2 separate regions of the Mus musculus genome follow, and region 1 is linked to region 2. The links are chromatin contacts, called in public HiChIP or PLAC-seq maps. All regions are on one chromosome and are shown on one strand. The core of a region is the stretch at or near the end of the contact, and the rest is flanking DNA. Distances in the headings are between cores, read along the strand shown. Region 1 holds the start of Ncapg2 (non-SMC condensin II complex, subunit G2). Region 2 overlaps Wdr60 (WD repeat domain 60).

Region 1 (2,770 bases), core at 216-2,715, 200 kb before region 2:
TGCAATAGGGTCAGGCTCATCTCCACATCTGAATTCTGCAGACTCCACTTCTAAAGTCCCATTCCTCCAAGAAGATCCCACCCAACAATTCTCTCTTGTTTTTCAAGAGAGAGACTTGGAAGTAAAACCACAAAAACAGCCCTGAGGTCACCTGGGAGCTTGTTAGGCAGTGCATCTGTGCCCCACTCCAGCACCCTCCCCTCCTCTGCACACCTACAGGATAATGAGAGCTCTGGGGACCTTGCTCATTCTTCTTCCTACATGTGATCTCCCAGGTAAAATGCCATCCTATTTTACCTTTACACCTGGTGCTACGATGACATACTCAAAACAAAAACCTAACAATACAGTTACAACAAATGATATTTGCAACAGGTCTTCTCATCTTAAGAATAAATTTGAAAATCTCTCATACCTTTAGAAATACAGCAATATGGAGAATTATTGGCATTAATTATAGAGTGTGAATCACAATAAATATGCATTCCTATTCTAAATTGAATAAAAGTAGAAAATAACCTCAATTTGACAACTCCTCATATTAGTAAATTTTAAATATAGCCACTTCATTCCCCGATTCAAATGGCTGAATTGTGAACCATAACTTTTTTGTGATGAATAAAATGGAGAGGGAAAGGTGGGTTGCCAGTATCACCACTTTACTAATTATGGTCACTTTGTTTACTTAAGTACATGTCTTTGGCAACTTAGTATGCCATATAATGTCTACATATGCTACTTACAAACCGTGACTCCGTATCTTGATTTTTCTCTTTCCTTAGTTCATAACTAAGTTGCTCCCTAGATCAGTCCTAGGTATAGGTTCGGGTTCCTCCCTTATGTCAGTGCAAGAATAAATCCAGCGTCTTCACCACCACGTCAGGCCCCAGTTAAGTGTCAACACTGCTGTCCTCCCTAGTCAGCTCCCCAGCCCCGTGCCAGGATCTTCCATGTCATTCTCTGGTCAGGGCTGGGGTTCTCGCTAGTCAACCCGGGTGCAGGTCTTTGGTACTACCTACTCACCCAGGCTCCTTCTCAGGGGTCTTCTCTAGTCAGACTCAGGTCTGCGTCCCCGGTCCTCCGTAGTCTGCATCAGGTCCTTGCCTGAGAGCCTCCCTACTGTGCGCAGGTCATTTTCCGGAGTCCTCGCCAGTCACACTCGGGCCCTCTCCCGGGGTCGTCCTAGTCTGAGGTCCTACCTAGTGAACCCGGGTTCCAGGCTGAGATCCTCCCTGGCGAGCCCCGCTTCTCGGTCTGGGATCCTTCCCAGTCAGCCGGGGGATCCCGCTCTGCCCTCCCGCAGCACCTCCCGCTCCACAAGCGCTCGAAACCGATGGCGGCCGCGGACGTGAGACCCGCGACGGTGTCCGCCGCCCAGCCGCGGTCGCCGGCCGCCGAGTCCTACTCACCTCCCACCCAACTCACCGCGCGGCGCTCACCTCACCACAGACCCATAGTTTCCCGCGCTCGGACCAGATTCAAACACACCCGCGTATACCCCGGACGCTCCCGCCCTCCACCCCGTCACCAGTCGCCGCTCTCACGAGATCTGACGCCGTCCCGGCCACGCCCATATCCCCCACAGCTCTGCAGCCAGGCTCCGCCCCCAAGGCCCAAGCACCGCCTCCTGGGCGTGACTCAGAGCCTCTGGCGGGAGTCTCTTTAGCGCGCTCACGGGATGCGCAGGCGCAGAGCTGCTGGCTGTGTTTCCCGCCCTCCGCCCACACACACCCACCTTCCTTGGGAGCGCTGCTGTTGCTTCTGTGTTCCTTGCCAGCTGCTCGGTGAGACGTCACGCTGATATCAGACGGAGGAGGGAGAGCAAGTCCGAGACTGCTCAAGTGGTAACCAAGAAGATTCTTGAAGAAATCCTGCCTCGGTTCGGGATCCCTAAGGTAATCGGCTCAGACAATGGGCCCGCATTTGTTGCCCAGGTAAGTCAGGAATTGGCCACACAATTGGGGACTAATTGGAAGTTTCTAAGTGTGCTTATAGGCCCCAGAGCTCAGGACAGGTAGAAAGAATGAGTAGGACTTTAAAAGAGACCCTTACTAAATTAGTCATGGAGACCGGCGGAAAGGACTGGGTGACTCTCCTTCCCTTTGCGCTCCTCAGGGTCCGAAACACTCCTGGACATTTCGGTCTTACCCCTTATGAGATTCTCTTTGGGGGACCGCCTCCCTTAACTGAGTCAGGTGGGATATTGGATCTTGGCACTGACTCATCCTCACCCTCTGCTCTTTTTGCTCACCTAAAGGCCCTAGAGGTTGTTAAAACACAGATCTGCAACCAGATCAGAGAAGCCTACACTCCGGGAACCATAGCAGTGCCTCACGGGTTCCAGGTTGGAGACTCAGTCTTGGTCAGACGACATCGCACTGGCACGCTTGAGCCCCGGTGGAAAGGACCGTATCTGGTGCTGTTGACCACCCCCACGGCAGTAAAAGTAGACGGGATCGCTGCTTGGATCCATGCCTCCCACGTCAAAAAGGCACCCAGCCAAGATGAAGACAACTGGATGGTGGCAGCCACTGACAATCCTCTTAAGCTTCGCTTGGGTCACAGGAGTCACCCTGGGCCTAAAGAACCACAACCCACACCAGCCTCTGACTCTAACTTGGCAAGTTCTCGGTCCTGATTCGGATCAGGTCTTGTTTACCACCTCCAAAACAGCGCCGCCAGGGACATGGTGGCCAGACCTAGCCTTCTGCCTCAAACAGATAATTCCAGCTGCTAGAAGCACTCCCCCTAATCTAGTAAGAAGCTATGG
Region 2 (2,935 bases), core at 15-2,514:
TTTTTACGGTTTTCTTGAACAGCTTTTGGTATGCTTTCAATGACACTCATAGAATTGAGTCAGACACATTCACTGTGTGACTTAGTGTGAAAACCATCTTCATGTAGAAATAATACAAGTAAATACATTTTTTGAGAATGGAATAATAGGGGCTTACTAATTGATTTATGCTGTTGTAACAGTTTGCAAGCACTGGTTCACAATTTTCATTTTGTTTACACAGTTTTGTTTCTTACAGCTGGAGACACTAGAAGTTCAAGGCTGGGACTCTAGGGCTATGAGTCGAGGGCTAGGAGTACAGGGCTAGGACTCCAAGGCTGGGACTCCAGGGCTAGGAGTTGAGGGCTAGGAGTACAGGGCTAGGACTCCAAGGCTGGGACTCCAGGGCTAGGAGTCGAGGGCTAGGAGTCCAAGGTTCTGCTTAGGCTACTGTCAGCCTCCAAGATGGCACTGCAGCCATGTCCTTACTTGGCAAAGGTGAAGGACAGACAGAGGGTGCTAGTGTGCTCCCTCACCCTCTCTAACCAATCTGCTCGTGATGGCTCAGCACCTCCTAATACCATTGCCTTGTGGCTCAAGGGCCAGTTTGCGAATTAGAAGGCCACACACATCAAGCCACACAGGAGGGTCTGAGGGTGAGCTCGTGGGAAAACTGCCTGGGTCCTGCCAGGAGATCAGTAGGGAACACAAGCAGTGTATTTAAAGCTCTTTCTGCCCTTTCCCAGCGAGAACTGCAATCTCTTGGGCCTGGATAGTGCCTGGAAAACTCTGCTGTCTGCCTCTGATCCATGGGGACATATCCTTATTTCCCAAAGACTATATGCCTGACATTCTCTTTTAGTTCTTGTGTAACTACCCCCTAGCATCTCATCCTTGTGTAACTACCCCTCCAGCAACTCATCCTGTATAAAACTACCCCCGGCATCTCATCCGTCTTTGCTTCTTTTTTCATCGTGTTGCCTCAGAGCTCATTCATTTATCATGAAAATGACAGAATAGTTCAGAGTGGCCTGTCTCAGTGTGTACATGTGTACATGACACATGAGCACACGCACAGGACATACATACAGGCATGTGCAGATACATGGAACATCCAGATGCTGATTCAGTCAGGTACTGCTGTAGTTGGCTGCTTTCTCTCCATAAGGCGGCACTGTCTTTGTTCACTGTCATACTGGCCACTGAGTCACAAGGAGCAGTGGGCAGCTGCAGAGACAGAACACAGTGGTGTAGCACTGCTTGGCAGAAAGGGAGGGCTGTAAGAATGTGTCGACAGAGGGCATGTTTATGTGACTGGCACATAGCCACTGAGTAAGTGGATGTTTAGCCAACCCGTGCTAAACAAAGGACTGGAATCTCCTCTCTGCACCTTCATAAACTCATGAGTCAGTTACAGATGTGGGAGTTGGATGAGGCACTGGGCTCAGTGATGGGGACAGATGGATGCTGTGTACAGGTTTCCTTCTCAAGTTAGAATCGGTATTCCTTTTTTTCTTTTCTCAATTTTTTATTAGATATTTTCTTCATTTACATTTCAAATGCTATCCCGAAAGTCCCCTGTACCCTCCCCCGACCCTGCTCCCCTACCCATCCATTCCCACTTCTTGGCCCTGGCGTTCCTCTGTACTGGGGCATATAAAGTTTGCAAGACCAAGGGGCCTCTCTTCCCAATGATGGCCGACTAGGCTATCTTCTGATACATATGCAGCTAGAGACACGAGCTCTGGGGGGTGGGGGTACTTGTTAGTTCATATTGTTGTTCCACCTATAGGGTTGCAGACCCATTCAGCTCCTTGGGTGCTTTCTCTAGCTCCTCCATTGGGGGCCCTGTGATCCATCCAATAGATGACTGTGAGCATCCACTTCTGTAATTGCCGGCACTGGCATTGCCTCACAAGAGAGGCTCAGGGTCTTTATATCAGGGTCCTTATGTCTTTGGATTTCCTCTGTGTCTCGGTGTCTGTGATTCTTAGACAGTTGCCGCTGTTGGCAGCCTCCTCCATCTGACTCTTTGCTGGCTCTGAATTGCTTCCAGGTTGTGTGGCACTTTTGAGTTGCATGACCTGGGTGTAGCACTGTGTGAGAATCATTTTTAATGCAATGCCATGTGGATAGGTGAAGATCAAAAACCTTCAGTTGGTTTCTTCCTTTGTTCATTCATTTGTCCTCCAGTGCTGCTTAGGCTGACTGGTATGACAGGAGGAGGGATGATAGACAGAAAAGACATAGCAAGAGGGAAGGCCAGCACTTTGTGGCTGTGTGGCCCTCTAGAAGGCTGTGTATATTTGATATGGCACATTATCTGTGACCCAGAGCCATGTGCTGAGTGTACACAGGGTTGAGAGACTGTTCTTTTCTCAGTATTTGCAGCCTCCACTCCCACAGTGTTAGAAAGTTTCCTTCTCAGGCTCTATAGCTGAGTGTCCTGTGATTTACACAGGAAGTGCCAAGATTTTATAGAGGAAGGAAAAGGGGCCTCTCTTCTCTAGGGATGACAACCCAATGTATTATCCCCTCTACACTTCATTGAAATGGGCTCTCTTGGCCTCTAGTAATGGCCACCCTCTCTCCTGAGTGTTGGCAACACCTGTGCAGAATGAAGCCAAAGTGTGATTGCCCTGCCCACTGCAGCCTCTCACCACCAGTGACAGCAAAAAACCCAAATAGCATCCCATAACAGCTCAGGGAAACAAGTGGAAAACCAGGTCTGCTTCCTGTTGCAGCTTTTCCTGGCCAGCATGTGTATATCCCAGGGAGGTGGGATGCTCCTCTCGATTATGGAATAATCCAACCCAGTGATCATTTATCATCATTTATAACTTGACACTCCAAATTATAAATTTCTCAGAGGAATCCTGGGGACATGAAGGTTGGAAGAGCTGCATTAGTAGTACCATATATGGAAAATACATTTTCTTTCTTTGAATACTCTGTT

Evidence for each region. HiChIP or PLAC-seq counts read pairs in DNA pulled down with a chosen protein or histone mark.
Region 1: a contact with region 2 is called in a FOXA1 HiChIP or PLAC-seq map of pancreatic cancer cells. The contact joins the promoter of Ncapg2 here to the enhancer-like site in region 2. A contact is called at or near these places in 3 of 115 datasets of contacts at active chromatin or transcription factors (the 230-238 cell line, the SCID.adh cell line and pancreatic cancer cells) and 3 of 9 other capture datasets (adipose tissue, liver and pancreatic islet).

What each region holds. Positions count from the first base shown.
Region 1 is chr12:116,404,131-116,406,900 of GRCm38.p6, reverse strand. It overlaps Ncapg2 (non-SMC condensin II complex, subunit G2), which reads right to left and starts at 1,465. Exons shown (of 29, transcript NM_133762.4): 1 at 1,440-1,465; 2 at 1,024-1,199. D430020J02Rik (RIKEN cDNA D430020J02 gene) reads left to right here and starts at 1,740. Exons shown (of 2, transcript NR_028421.1): 1 at 1,740-1,934; 2 at 2,258-2,770.
Region 2 is chr12:116,204,255-116,207,189 of GRCm38.p6, reverse strand. Wdr60 (WD repeat domain 60) reads left to right here. Exons shown (of 22, transcript NM_146039.3): 22 at 1-140. Among named protein-coding and RNA genes, the nearest start is that of Gm46330, 8.9 kb to the right of the region's middle. Within about 2 kb of position 1,264, at least 32 of the 459 cell types and tissues checked have an H3K27ac peak or open chromatin away from gene starts, as enhancers often do. A contact at or near this core is called in pancreatic cancer cells, where this site is marked.